Linked DNA regions of Mus musculus: all the other regions are linked to region 4. A link is a contact called in public Hi-C, HiChIP or PLAC-seq and promoter capture Hi-C data. All regions are on one chromosome and are shown on one strand. The core of a region is the stretch at or near the end of the contact, and the rest is flanking DNA. Distances in the headings are between cores, read along the strand shown. Region 1 has its middle 9.1 kb from the start of Snora34. Region 2 holds the start of 9330020H09Rik (RIKEN cDNA 9330020H09 gene). Region 3 holds the start of Cacnb3 (calcium channel, voltage-dependent, beta 3 subunit). Region 4 holds the start of Hdac7 (histone deacetylase 7). Region 5 holds the start of Adcy6 (adenylate cyclase 6).

Region 1 (2,700 bases), core at 14-2,513, 680 kb after region 4:
GTTTGTTTGTTTGTTTGTTTGTTTTGAGACAGGGTTTCCTCTGTGTAGCCATGCCTGTGCTGGAATTCTGCAGACCAGGCTGGCCTCACACTCAGAGATCTGCCTGCCTCTGCCTCCTGAGCGCTGGGATTAAAGGCATGTGCCACCATGAGCCTTAATGGCAACTTGGTTTCAGTTCCCAGAACCCACGTGGCAACTCACAACCATTTATAACTCCAGTTCCAGAAGATCAGAAGCCCTCTGCTGGCCTCTGAGTGCATTAGGCACATATGCACTACACATGCACACATGCACACAAAACATCCATACACATAAACTTTAAAAAAATGTTTTTTTAAAGAAAAAATGTAAAGCAAGCTTCTAGACTCTTTTTTGTAAACATTCAGTCTTGCATTTCACTTTGGAAAGTGGCCTCTGTTATCAGCAGACTCATATGAAGTGAATATGAAAAGACACTCCCATTTAATCCCCCGGAACATACTTCTAACATTTCATAAAGCACTGTTAGAAGCTGACGGTATGGCAGAGCAGTGGTGGTGCACGCCTTTAATCCCAGCACTTGGGAGACAGAGGCAGGAGAATTTCTGAGTTCGAGGCCAGCCTGTTCTACAGAGGAAGTTCCAGGACAGCCAGGGCTACACAGAGAAACCCTGTCTTGGAGGAGGAGGAGGAGGAGGAGGAGGAGGAGGAGGAGGAGGAGGAACTAGAATGATGATAGAATAGATAGATAGATAGATAGATAGATAGATAGTAGTTAGACAGATGGTAGGGATAGATGGATATTATTGATAGATAAATAGATGATAGATAACAGAAATGTGTAATTATATAGATATCGGTATAATGATACAAAGTGACCACCTTGGGCCTTTCCCAGGACACCAAATCCCCACCCCCCCGTCTCCAAACCACAGAAAATAGTAGGGCTACATAAATATTCCTGGGGTAATGCTACATAAATATTCCTAGGATAACATGATACAACAAATGTCCATCGCTGATCTTCCAAGGTGAAAACGAATTGCTCTTGATGCACTGCGTAAGGGCACTGACCCAAAGTCAAAGACAGTTCTCACACACACACACACACACACACACACCACACACACACACACACACACACACACCACACACACACACACACACACACACACACACACACACACACACACACACACACACACATTCACATGCCCCCACTCCACATGACAGACTCTGCGATACAGGCTTTCTCCAAATGCCGCGAAGACCACACGGGGGCGCTGTCGGGCTGTGTTTTGCCCATAGTTCATCAACTTATCTCCCAAGCAACCAAGCCTTTGGTGGGCAGGGGTGGTTCAAGACCCGAAATGTAGACACATTTACAAAGAGGTGTGTCGGAGCAGCCAGCCTCGGTCCCACGCAGCATCAGTACCTGCAATGCAAGCAGCGGCAGGTCTGGGGATTGAGGGAGCACGCCACTGCACGGTCCACAGAAGCCAACTGTTTCCAGCCCCTGCTGACCCCATGTGTTGTGCTGAACATCCACCATGGTCCCTAGAGGAACTGTTTACAATGGGAAGCCTGGCGCACTCTTAACTCTCAGACTATCCGCATTGTAGAGTTGTGTTTATTAACCGTCTCTGACGTTTCACCAGCATCGGCTCCATAATAAAAGGCGTCCCAGTGGTCACCTGGATCATTAGCAAGTGTTATCCCCGATTCTGTGGTCCCAGGACCTGTAAGCTTTGCTTTCAAGAATAGGTTATAATGGAGGCTAATTTTTTCTGCCTCCTACGCAGTCAGCAGGACACTTCACTATCTGCCTTGTCCCAGAGACTCAGTAACCAGATCCAGAGTAACTCCCCTGGGCTTTCTCTTGCTTTCCAAGTTCCTGCAAAGCCATTATAGTACAGGGAATATAAGCACATTTATCCTGTGGCTGTTCTCTGCTCCCGCACTGGACACCTTTGGCCCAGGCGCTACTTTCCTATTTCCCTAGCCTGGAATACAGCATCGCGTGGGACTTGCCCAGAGTCTGTTTTATTTTTTATTTAAAATAAAGAGGGGGGGGTGTTAATGAATTCATTCTCTAAAGCACAAGCAGACGCTTTTCATTTCTCTCTCAGTTCCCATTTTGTGCACTTCCGCTTCTCAGCACATTGTCTTGAGAACGCGGATTCTGTACTTCCGTGGGTGGGCTCGCATTGCTTTCTTCCCCGGCGTTAGGGATAGATAGTCCCATGGCACATGTGTGCTCTGCCTCTGAGCTACAGGCACAGGCAGTCCTTGAGTTATGAACACGCTTCCAACATCCTTACTTTGTGATTGTTTACCACAAATGGAAATTTAAGTGAGGCTTCCTGGCCTTAGAGGAGGTGAAAGATTTTTCTGTTTGTTTAGGTTTTTTTTTTTTTTTTTGCTTTTGCTTTTGAAACGGTTTCTCTGTGTAGCCCTGGCTGTCCTGGAACTTGCTCTGTAGAATAGATTTGCCTCGAACTCAGAGACCTGCCTACCTCTGCCTCCTGATGACAGGACTAAACGTGCCGTGATAAAAGGAATTTAGTCCACTCATAGAACAATCTGACTATTAACTGACAGGATTAGATTCTCTTTTTTAAGACCTATTTATTTATTTATTATGTATACAATGTTCCGCCTACATGTATGCTTGCAAGCCAGAAGAGAGCAAAAGATCACATTACAGATAGTTGTGAGCCA
Region 2 (2,776 bases), core at 157-2,656, 740 kb after region 4:
TTCTTTTGGGGGGGGGCGTGGGGGAGGTGAGGAGGTGGGTGGGCAGTGTTCAAGGCAGGGTTTTTCTATGAATCCTTGACTGTCCTAAAACGTGCTGTGTAGACCAGGCTGGCATCAGAAGTAGAGATCTGCTCACCTCCCCATCCTGAGCAATGGGATTCAAGGTACGCACCACCACACCCTGCTTAGTTCTGATTCCTTCAGGAAATATTACATGACCTCTGAAGTATAAAACCTTTGAAACCATTTGATAGTCATCCACTGAAAATAAACCCCTGCCTTCCTTTGTACGGGTACCATTCCAACCTCCCCAAAACGTAAGAGTACTTATTCCCACAGACCTCAGCAACAGTCTGCATAGAAGTGACAATATGATGGCGGCAAGCTTAAACACACATTTAAAAGGTGCCGTAAACACAGACAGAAACTCAGAGAGGTTTGATCGTGCACTGACCAAATGCTTGGGAAACTGGATTTCAATAGGAGACAACTGGCAATAAAGAGAACACCTATACAACATACAACCTTCAGACTTAAAAACACTAGAGACCTAAACTCTGCACTTTTTTTTCTTTCTTGGAGACAGGGTCTTACATGGAAATTCTGGCCTGCTTCTACTTCTCCAAAGCTCAGATCAAAGGCACAGGACACCAGGCCTAGCCCTCAGCATCACTCTTAAATAAATGCTACATAAGTGGAAGTAAAATAAAAAAAAGAAAAAGAAAAAAAATATATATATATATGGACAACGGAAAGAACTTTAAAACTATTAGTTTTGCCACAAGACTGTATTTTCATAAGAAAAACTGGGAGGGGGGAAATCACTAAACTACATTACCTCTAAATTTTGAAACCTAATGAATAAACTATCACTAGTGCCCAAAGAAGCAAGGACTTAATATTCTGAAAACTACTTTAAGCATACCAACTTGTATATCCCCTCCCCCCAAACCTAAGTTGACATCTTTTTTTCCTCTTAAATTCCATGAAACAGCTACTAGAACGTTTGAATATCAAGCGTGGTGGCAGACATTGGGACATTTTGTTTTAAACGAGAATCTGACAGGTTAGCCAGCTAGTGAGAGAAACGGGCTTGGAACCAAAACTGGGGCAGCAATTCCAGACCACCTTCATAAGTCCTTTGCGTACAGAATTTCCCGAAACCCTTTTTATACACTTTGGGGAGGCAGAGTCGATAGCGAAACGTCCTAAACGGAGCCTTAGGTCACAGCAGAAAGAAGACTCTCAAAAGCCACTAAAACAGGGCAGAATCCAGAGGACGGGGGCTGGGAAGGAGCAGCGAAAACACAAAGACAGGAGAGGTACGAGTCGGCAGCCCGGCCGGTGGCACCGGTGAGCGAGCGGGAAATTGACTCCGCCTCACTTCCCTCGCGCGAACAGTGGCTCGGCCAGCGAGCGCCATTGTGGGTTCTCCCAACTTAGACGCCCAGCTCCTGCCACCACCCCACCCGCTTCTGTCCCCACCAGCGTCGCCGGCCCGGACGTCGAAGCATGGCCGGACGCACTCCGAGGCCGATGGCCTAGGCCGAAAGGATACACGTTCAGACGTTGTCCCATGTCCTGGAGGAGATTGGCCGCCTGCTGGCGGTAAGAGAGTTCTTTATCGGAGTCCACGCCAAAGCGACGCGACGGGCTGTTCTCCAGCTGCTCGCGAGTAAAATACCACCGCTTGTTGTTGTTCTTCCTCTCTCCCTCCATAGTGCTTCAACCAAGAGGCAGCGGCGGGGGCTGCGAGCACTTCCCAGCGTCACCGGAGCGGCGACACACATCCGCCGTGCCGAGACTACTGCGACGTGACGAACTTCCTCCAAGGGGCGACCACCGAGGTTGTGACACACTTCCGCCCAGAAAGCCGAAGATTCCAGCGCCGACTTCCGGAATGACCCCTCCGACACCCCGTAGACGAATCCACAGCCAGTCCGCGGCTAAGAACGGACCGGCGGCCGGGACGCAGGATCCGGTCGTGTGACCGCCAGGTGGGCGGGACTATCTGACGTCGTTCTTTAAAGGTCTCGTCTTTCCGCGCGAGAACTGCGGTAAGGGGGCCTCACCGGCGGGCCTCTAGTTAACGCTCGCTGCGCTTGGCTGGGTAGTTTCCGAGGACGTGCGTGATGGAGGCCCCTTTGTAACACCGGGCTTACGGAAAAAGTGGCAGGGGAAATAGGCGAGACTCTCAGAAAACCGAGAAAGGACGAGACAGTGAGTGGCCCTGCCCCGTGCAGAAACGCGAAAGCCACTAAAAGGTTCCTGGGTTCTTAGCTCCGGCATGGAGAACTCCGGCGCGTTTGGAAACCGCTCTCCTATTTTGTAGCAGCCTTTCCTCCCGTTTCACTGCGGCCAATCATCTGGAAGGAATAAAATCAACGCCACTGAGCTTCGTTTGAGTGTTTGGGGGGGGGGGGTAAAGGGGCCTTTTTTTAAAGATTTATTTATCTTCATTTATGTATATGAGTACTCTGTAGTGGTCTTTAGACAACAGAATTGGGCATCGGATCCCATTACAGATGGTTGTGAGACACCATGTGGTTGCTGAGAATTGAACTCAGGACCTCTGGAAGAGTAGTCAGTGCCCCTACCCGCTGAGCCATCTCTCCAGCCCCGGGTAAAGGGGTCTTTTTCTCTCTTTCCTTTCTTATTTTTGTCATCCCTGGAGCTCAGAGGGGCGTCGGGTTTTGCCCGAGTGCTGGGATTAAAGGCTTGCACCACCACCCCGCCACGCTCAAGGACACCACCGATCGTTTATCGTTTAGGTCTG
Region 3 (2,719 bases), core at 103-2,602, 800 kb after region 4:
AACTAACCCTCAAACACACTGGGTTGGAGCAGTGGAAGCTGCCTCCCCCAGTTGCAGCTGGTGCCCTCAGACACAAGGGCTCCAATAAAGTTGCCTGCCGGTCCTTCAGTCAGGAGACAGACTAGGGTGTCATTAGATGAGCCCCCCCCCCCATCTTTTTCTTACCGAGGGAACAGGAAGATAAGATATAGGTGGGAAGCCAGTTGGCTTGGGTGGGTGGTCTTCCTCTCCTTTCTACCGCACAGAACCTTCTATAGATCTCTTGAACCCTTCCCAATTGTAACCGGAAGGGTGGGCAAGTGTCCTGAACTTACACCCTCCGGGGTTTCAGGAGCTAGAAGTGGCAAAGGGCTGAGTTGAGAAAGCGAGACACCAAGCACGGCTGGTGTCTGCCTCACATCCTCTTGGGATGCCCAAGCAGGAGGTTAAAATGCAAAAGGAAAATTTTGGTCGGGGGGGGGGGGGGAGGGATGTAAAAAGGGAGCGAGCTCAAATGATGACAGCTTTTAGAAGATCTCTTCAGAGATTGCGACTCTTTCCTCGAATGGCGGGGTGGGGGTGGAGGGCGCTGACTGGTGCTGGATGATTAGAACCAGCATCCTGCACACCGTACGTAATTCTGGTCTTTTGCAAAGCGGTAGGCTTTACCCTTCTTCCTTCCCAACCTCAGCGTCAGGATCGCACCTTTGCTCCACCCTTTAAGCTCACCTAAAACAGCCCCTTTCTGCCCCAGTTCCCGCGGATGCTTTGGCAATGTCTGGCACAATCCTTGGCAGGGAAGTGAAGAAGAGAATCTCCATCCCGGCTTAACTTGGATAAAATCTGCCCGTGCAACAGGTGTGGGGAGGCCTAGCCACCGTCCCCGAACTTCCCCCTTCTTAAGGGTCGGCCCTTTACCGCAGCCCGGAACGGAGAGGGCCGGGCACCTGTTGGGGCAGGAGCTGCTTTCATGGCACGGGTCTGGGAGCTCAAAACCATTTCTCCCTAGTACCACTGCGGGGTTTGCTTTGGGTGTCTCCAGGACTTGCAGAGAGCTGACATTGCCGGATCACCTGAGACCTCTTCCCCATCTGCTGTCCGTCCTCCTTTAGATCTCCATTTTCCTGTCTCCGCGTTCTCCCTGCCTCCAGTCCTCCTCTCTCTCCAGCCATCCTCCCCGCCGCCCGCACCCTCTCGATTCTCCACCGGGCTCGCGTCTGGTTGCGGCGTCTCTCCCCTTCCCCTCCCCCGCGCCAGCCCTTTGTTTCCCGGCGGAGCAGTTCCTGGGTTGCGAGAGTCCCTGTCTCTGCATCTCTCCTCGCCCCGCCTCCTCCCCGCCGGGATCCGCCCCGCCTGCAGCCTCTCCGCCCTTCTTCCCCGCCGCCCCGGCCCCGGAGGTGCCGGGGACCCACCTTCCCGACTCGCGTGCGCCCGGTTCCGCGGCCCCGGCGGGTCCCCCCTGGCTGCCGCGCCCCCGCCGCCCGCGTCTTCCCGGGAGGGGGTCAGGTGGGCGGGCACTATTGTTGTGGGAGCCGGCGGCAGATTCCTCAGCCGCGCTGGCGCGCTCGGGGTGGGACCGGCTGGGCTGGGGGGTGGGGAGGGGAGCGGTGATCTGAGCTGCGAGCAGCTGGTCTTCGCGGCTCGCTCCTTCCTTCGCGCTCGCGCTCTCCGCCGCCGCCGCCCGCAGGGCTGCGCGGCTCGGTGGCATCTCGGGCGCGGCCCGCCGTCCTCGCCCCCGGCGCCGCTCGCTCCCCCCACCCACCCCGGACTCCCCCATGTATGACGACTCCTACGTGCCCGGGTTTGAGGACTCGGAGGCGGTGAGTGCCCGCGGGGGAGGGTGGGGGGTGGGGGTGGGGGAGTTGGGATGACACCTCTCTCTCTTCAACCCTTCCCCCAGTTCTGCACTTTGAAAAACGCCTTGGCAGCGAGCGGGGCAGCGCGCGTAAGCCGGCGGGGGGCTCTCTAGGAAAGTGGGAAGATGGTCTCTCATAGCCAGGTATCCCAGGTACTCCGGTGTGTGCACAGGGACGCTGTAGGGGGAAGGCTCGAGCAGGTGGCCCCAAAGCTCAGGACATAGGAGGCTGAGGAGGGGAGGACAGAAGGCCCCGACACCGAGGTTTTTAGAGCGAACATGGAACATTTGGAGTTCCGTATCCTGGGTTCATGGGGTCTGAACACAACAGGGAAAGCTGAGCTCCGGGGGAGACACTCCGGACTTGTGCCTCAAGTAAATGACAAATTAGGGAGCTGGAAGAACATTAGCGACTCGCGTACCAGCCTCTGCAGACAGGAATTCTAGAACTTGGTCTCTTTTTCCTCTCTGCCCACCCCCCCTGCGCATGGCCTTGACTGCTCTCACTCACCACTGCCTCTAGCTCAGCTTCTTGGAAAGGCCACCAACCACAGGGGTGGGCCATCAGACTGTGTTCAGTCTAGCCCCCTGCAGAGGAGGGCCTGGAGGTGAGGCCAGGGGAGCTCAGGGGCATGGGGATGGGAAGGAAGCTCTTTGCTCCGAGAACCAGGCAACCAATAAATATTTAATTCTTCTCTTTGCTTTTATCTCCTGACCCACTGAGACAAATCAGCTCATTAGACAGTGATTCCCGGAGCTCAGAGAGCAGAAAGACTGCCTGGAAAGATGGGACAAGAGTTGGGGGGGGGGGTCAGTGTCAGAGCCTCATGGAGTCACCAGTCTCCCCTTAGACATCCCACTCGATATGGGAAAGGACCACTAACA
Region 4 (2,841 bases), core at 113-2,612:
TGGGGGTCCTCTTGGGAAGAAATGGGTCACCTAAGTACAAGTTAGAGGATAGAAACCAACCAAAGTGACAGTCTGCAATGGAATTTGAGCAAATCTAGGTAAAAGTCTGGAGGACTAGCTCCTGATTCCAGATGTTGCACTCCCTCCAGGGCCACCGAGGGCCAATGTCCTATTATCACCCTGAAACTTTGGCAGGCAGAACTGGGCCTCAAGCAGATGCTGCGTTGGGATGTGGGAAGGGATACTTAGCAGCAAGCCAACCCCGCCAGATGATGCAGGATGCTTTGGGGGAGTGCTGGACAGCCAGCAAGGATAGTTCAGGGAACCAATGGTCAGCCCTAAGTCGGCCCCAAACCGGCAGCCAGTGAGAAATAAGTGGGACTCATTAAGCGACCTGCATGCAGGACTTAGGTTTTTCTTCCAACTCAATTGGCGGAGAAATCGCAGTGGCGAAAAGACAGTTCAGTTGCCAGATTTGCCCGGGTTCTCATACTTCTCAGTACTATCAGACTGGGGGTGGGTGGGGGTGGGGGGGCTAGATCCAGCTCCCCACCTCCCTACCTCTCTCAGTACTCAGCCTGCGGCCCCCACTTCCCCACGCCTTTAACTGTCCTCACTGCTAGGCTGAACACAGTGTCTGTCTCTCTATGATGGGTGATCAAGGATAAGGGGTGATGCTCAGAGAAATCTCCCAGCCCAGTACCCCTCCAGGGGACGTTTCCCTCAGCTACAGGATCTGAGTAGGGCCCTGCCCAGTTCTACAAGACAGGGGCGCTGATGTCCAGCCCTGCAAGTTCTGCGCCAGTTCAGTGGGTCCTAGCCTTTGCCCTCCCGCTTCCAAACCTTTGGTCCCGGAGCACCGCCCCCTCCCGGGCCTCGGCGGCCGGCCGTGCCTCCCGGATCCCGGGGAGGAGGGTGACGGGACGCCCGGCCCTTGCACAGGCGGCCCCGGGCCTCCCACTGCCTCCCCGGGGCCTGTCGCTGCCCGGGAGCGGGCGGATGTGGGCGCCCCGCAGGAGGCCGGAGCCCTTCGGCCCCGGAACCAGCCGGGGCAGCGAGCGGGCCAGAGCCCGGGCGAGCGGGCGCGGTCCAGGGCGCGCGGAGGACCCGGCCAGCCGGACCGGCCGGAGACCCAGCCGCAGCCGGAGCGGGAGCCGGGGCGAGCAGCGCAGGGTGCCGCGCGCAGGGCGGGGCGGACGGGGAGGGGGTGGCCGCCCGGTACTCACCCGCGCCGGGGCTGTGCATCCAGGGGCCGGGGCCCTCAGAGCCGGGGGCTCATGGCGGGCGGGGGGCCGGGGCGCCGGCCTCACATCCCCCCGGTCGCCGGAGGCTGCAGAGCGACTGTGAGACGGCGAGAGGAAGGGAGGGGGCCGGGAGGGGGAGGGCCCTGGCAGCCTGGCCGGCCGGGTAGGATGACAATGGAAGGAAATGCTTTATCTGAGTCTGAGAGCGGGCCAAGGGGGAGGGGAGGGAGGGGGCCGGCGCTGGCGGCCCTGGGACACACCACCCGGGCTTCGCTCAGCAGCACACAGCCTGGCGGCAGACACCGATCGCGGCGGGGCGCGGCTCACCGCCCGGGAGGCAGCGCCGAACCCGGAACGCGGGACGCGGCCGGACCCGCGCGCGGCCGCGGAAGCCCCAGCCGCCGCGCGGCGCTGCGCCCCGCGCACAATTCCCGGAAACCCAGATACCTGAGTGCACGCACCCGTGCATACACAGCGTACACGGGCGTGCATCCATGTTTACACAAGCCAGGGTGCTTTACGCTTCGGGGAAGGACTCCTGTGCACACATCTACACACTTAAGTCAACGAGGGCAGCGCTACACACAGGGAGAGCAGGGCACGCTTGGAGTCTCGAGCAAGGAATCCCAGACGGACACCCCTGCCCCATCCTAACACACACACACCACACACACACACACACACACACACACACACACACACACGACTCTCCTCAGGAACACTTCAGGATCTGATTTGAACCACTGCCAGTCCAACCCCAGTGGCACCCCCCGCCCCCACTGTCTGCTGAGGGGAGCAGAAGGGTCCAGTCTGTTCCTATTAAAAGAAAAAAAAAAGGGGATGGGGGGTGGTGCAGTTTTCGAAACTTAAAAAAAATTTTTCTCAAGGGATTTCCTTCCATCCTCTCCTCTTCCTCTTCCATTCCTCTCCCTCCACAATGACCCTCCTTTGCCCCCCCACTCCTGGACCCTATGAGTCAAACTTCAGCAATGTGCCCAGTGTCCCCCAGTGCATTACAGCGGATCACAGAAATGTTCCAGTCTGTGAGTCGGAATGCAGCCGCCTCCAGCCCTCCCTCAGCTAATAAACTCAGCTGAGGACTGGCTTTGCACTGAAGCCCTCCCTGCCTCTCCCCCATCTTAGACGGGAGGAGGTCAGATTCAAGGGTCAGGGGCCGAGGACCTTCCCACTGAGTTTCCTGGCTTGGCCTGTCAGTCCTGTTGCCTCCAGCAATTTGGCAGGTCAGAAAACTGGGAAGGGAGAGCGGTCATTCACCAGGAACACTATGCTCCCCTGCCCTTGAGGTGCCCGCCACTGAAAGGCAGCTTCCTTCTGGTCCCAATCTACTCTCTGAGTCCTCGGAACTCCAAGAACCTTTAGAAGGGGAAAATGAGGCAGACCTAGAGATGTGATATCTTGGAAGCCAGAGTCTTGAGTGGCCTAGAGGGACGTTGGCCATGTTGCTAGGTCACACACAGGTCTAGACTCATGTGCCCTTGTTCAGCTGCTAAGTGTAACTCCTCTGTACCTGTTAATGGGTACTACAACCTTGCCCTAGCATCCATGGCCTCTTGCAATGTGGCACCACACACATCCC
Region 5 (2,775 bases), core at 171-2,670, 770 kb after region 4:
GAACCTAGGGCCTAGCTAGCACAGAAGGGTCTGTCCCTTTAAGAGGTCTGACAGTGCCCTGCGGGGACTCTGCTCCACAACAAACTAGCTATAAAGTTACTGTTAAAAAGGTATGTACTGTTCCAAGCAGGGAAGGGCATGAAGCCCAAGTACCCAGCTCCTCACCCCAGGAGCCCCAAGCAACTTTCTCTTTGTTTTTGAGGCCATGGTGGGCTACAGGCCACAGCTTCTGGCAAGGAGCAGAAAGGCCTTGCTTATGGAAGCTTTGCAAAACTACCTACAGCTGCTTCTTCGTAGGAGTAACAACAGGGCTTGAGTCTCAGAGGTTACCAAGAGGTCAGGGAGACCTGCACATGGCATGTCTACTGACCTAAGCCAAAGAGCTGAAGACTGGCCTGTGGTGACACACTACAGACCTGTTCCTCGTCAATGCTCACTGATACAAGTCCCAAGCAGAGGCTAGCCCGTGAAGCTTGGCCTGATCGATCTAGACATGGCTATATCGATACTGTGTCCCTCCATCAGCAAGTTCTCTTTCCCACCCTCACTCTGTCACACCTACCTGCTTCCAAAGGAAGGGGTCGCTGCTGTTGAGCTGCCAGGCCAAAATCAAATGCAGAGTAGAGAGGCCCAGGCCGCTGAGTACTGCGGCTCGCATGCGAATGGGAAGAAGAGTGTAGGTGATGTAGACGAAGAACACGGGGCACCAAAGGCCCGCCGAGGGGCTGTGTGGATTGGCTGCCAGGGCACCCCCGACTTGCACGGCTGCTAGGATGCCCAGGACCACATAGCTCACCACCCACATGGAGTCCTGGCGGAAGCTGTGTCGGTTACACACCACCATGAGTACCACAAAAAGGACAGAGGCACAGGTCAGCAGGGCCACGTAAGCAGGCTGAGGCTGGGCAGGCGCAGCGTGGAAAGTCAACAGTACAGCCATGAGCAGCACCAGCACCGCCATGAGCAGCGTGAGGCTGCTCTGGTTCATCTGGAAGAAGTACCGCTGGTACAGCCGCTCCAGCTTGGCAGAGCGGAACTGCTTAGACTGGAACACCTGCACAAGCCGGTGCCAGCAGGACGGACCGCTCCGAGGCGATGTATCCGGTGCCACTTCAGCTGTGCCCATCGGTGTGGTCACCTCAGTGTCGTCAAACCCCAAGGCCACTGACCGCAGCCCCAGCTCCACACCCCTGCCCGGGCCCGCCCTCCTGATGAAGGCTTCATCCTGCCAGGGGCACCGAGTGTGAGCTGCAGGAGTGGGGCTGGGTGGCTCCGCATTCTTGAGGCAGCTCATGTAGCGAGGTGCGCAGAAGCCACTGGCTCGATTCGCGTGGCGTGGGCGCTTCTGCCCATTGCGTTCCCCCCAAGCTGTTTTCCGTTCATCCACTTTGGGAACCAGGAGGCCACTAAACCATGACATGCTGCTGGGAGGAGAGACAGGGAATGGTATTAATACCACTGCGTGGCCACAGCCACCATAGTAGCCTGTGACCTGAGCGCTTCCTACAACTCTGGTCTTCATTCCCACCATCTTCCCCCCCTTCTCCCTCTTGCTCCAGCCCTGCTTGCTTGCTTCTCGTTGTGGATGGTTGTGAGCCACCATGTGGTTGCTGGGACTTGAACCCATGACCTCCGGAAGAGCAGTCAGTGCTCTTAACTGAGGAGCCATCTCACCAGTTCCCATTCCCACCGTCTTGATAAAACTGCCCCAGGAGAGGCAGCTGCACCCCCACTCAAAGGTAAGGAACACAGACACATGGAAAAGACCCAGCAACCATATAAGTAAAGGATCTGAGAGCTAAGTTTTTAAGAGCACTCCCCATACTTCTGAAGGACTCTGGTTCAATTCCTAGCACCCACAAAGCAGATCTTACAACTGTTTATGGCTCCAGCTCCAGGGGCTTTGACTTTCTCATGCAAACATGCATGAAAGCAAAACACCAATGCACATAAAAGCATATTTTAAAAAATTGAGCTGGGTGTGGTGGCACACGCCTTTAATCCCAGCACTCGGGAGGCAGAGGCAGGCAGATTTCTGAGTTCGAGGCCAGCCTGGTCTACAAAGTGAGTTGCAGGGCAGCCAGGGCTACACAGAGAAACCCTGTCTCAGAAAAGAAAACAAAACAAAAACAAACTACACACAAGCCTAATACATCTTGTCAACAGAATATGTTCTGCTGTGAACTGTTGATCGTTGACCTCTACACAAAAGGGATTCTTTCCATATCCTTCCTTCCTTCCTTCCCTCCTTCCCCCCTCTCTCTCTCTCTCTCTCTCTCTCACACACACACACACACACACACACACACTCTTCAGCAAACTAAATTCAATTTCTCCCACAGGTCACAGTTTAAACGTTACTTCCTCACGGAAAATTTCCCAGCCCCACCCCTAAGACTACGTTTGGTCCAGTTTAACCTCTGTTCATCTCCTCCACAGTACTTATTGCCATTATAATTAAATCATTTCTCGTTTAACGTACGCCTCCGTCCCGGGGACTACAAGCTTTGTGCATGTAGAAACTATACCTATTTTTGTCAGCACTTCATCTCCAGAGCTATTGGGGCTAACAGTAGGTGCTCAATAAACGTAGGAGCAAACAATAAGGAGGAAAGGAGGGAGGGGAGTGCGGCTCAGTGGTAGAATGCCTGTTTAGAACACACAAGGCGTTGGGTTCCACACTTAGTATCACAAAGAGCTGGGTGGAGAGCCGACAAGGAGAAAGAACATGAATGCTTTAGAGCAGTCCACATGGAATAACTAATAACCCAGCTA

Evidence for each region. Promoter capture Hi-C pulls out the DNA fragments that hold promoters and counts their contacts. A called contact is a pair of places that touch in the nucleus more often than the background predicts. HiChIP or PLAC-seq counts read pairs in DNA pulled down with a chosen protein or histone mark.
Region 1: an H3K4me3 HiChIP or PLAC-seq map of pro-B cells shows a contact between it and region 4, with 4 times the contacts expected there. The contact joins the enhancer-like site here to the promoter of Hdac7 in region 4. A contact is called at or near these places in 4 of 115 datasets of contacts at active chromatin or transcription factors (bone marrow-derived macrophages, large pre-B cells, memory CD8 T cells and 1 more).
Region 2: a contact with region 4 is called in a FOXA1 HiChIP or PLAC-seq map of pancreatic cancer cells. The contact joins the promoter of 9330020H09Rik here to the promoter of Hdac7 in region 4. A contact is called at or near these places in 2 of 39 promoter capture datasets (the C10 cell line and pre-B cells) and 3 of 115 datasets of contacts at active chromatin or transcription factors (embryonic stem cells, memory CD8 T cells and pancreatic cancer cells).
Region 3: a Hi-C map of Th1 cells shows a contact between it and region 4, with 4 times the contacts expected there. The contact joins the promoter of Cacnb3 here to the promoter of Hdac7 in region 4. A contact is called at or near these places in 1 of 39 promoter capture datasets (pre-B cells), 1 of 484 Hi-C or Micro-C datasets (Th1 cells) and 1 of 115 datasets of contacts at active chromatin or transcription factors (pancreatic cancer cells).
Region 5: a promoter capture Hi-C map of the 3T3-L1 cell line shows a contact between it and region 4, with 5 times the contacts expected there. The contact joins the promoter of Adcy6 here to the promoter of Hdac7 in region 4. A contact is called at or near these places in 2 of 39 promoter capture datasets (the 3T3-L1 cell line and pre-B cells).

The regions. Positions count from the first base shown.
Region 1 is chr15:98,509,373-98,512,072 of GRCm38.p6, forward strand. No RefSeq gene overlaps it. Among named protein-coding and RNA genes, the nearest start is that of Snora34, 9.1 kb to the right of the region's middle. Within about 2 kb of position 1,264, at least 97 of the 459 cell types and tissues checked have an H3K27ac peak or open chromatin away from gene starts, as enhancers often do. A contact at or near this core is called in bone marrow-derived macrophages and pro-B cells, where this site is marked.
Region 2 is chr15:98,565,918-98,568,693 of GRCm38.p6, forward strand. 9330020H09Rik (RIKEN cDNA 9330020H09 gene) reads left to right here and starts at 1,407. Exons shown (of 2, transcript NR_028442.1): 1 at 1,407-1,608; 2 at 1,722-2,776. It overlaps Ccnt1 (cyclin T1), which reads right to left and starts at 1,819. Exons shown (of 9, transcript NM_009833.2): 1 at 1,559-1,819. The coding sequence starts at 1,719.
Region 3 is chr15:98,633,415-98,636,133 of GRCm38.p6, forward strand. It overlaps Cacnb3 (calcium channel, voltage-dependent, beta 3 subunit), which reads left to right and starts at 1,353. Exons shown (of 13, transcript NM_007581.3): 1 at 1,353-1,799. The coding sequence starts at 1,755.
Region 4 is chr15:97,830,133-97,832,973 of GRCm38.p6, forward strand. It overlaps Hdac7 (histone deacetylase 7), which reads right to left and starts at 1,363. Exons shown (of 25, transcript NM_001378971.1): 1 at 1,227-1,363. The coding sequence starts at 1,245. It overlaps Gm33636 (a long non-coding RNA gene), which reads left to right and starts at 554. Exons shown (of 4, transcript XR_001781759.2): 1 at 554-1,173.
Region 5 is chr15:98,603,312-98,606,086 of GRCm38.p6, forward strand. It overlaps Adcy6 (adenylate cyclase 6), which reads right to left and starts at 1,421. Exons shown (of 21, transcript NM_001368413.1): 1 at 563-1,421. The coding sequence starts at 1,420.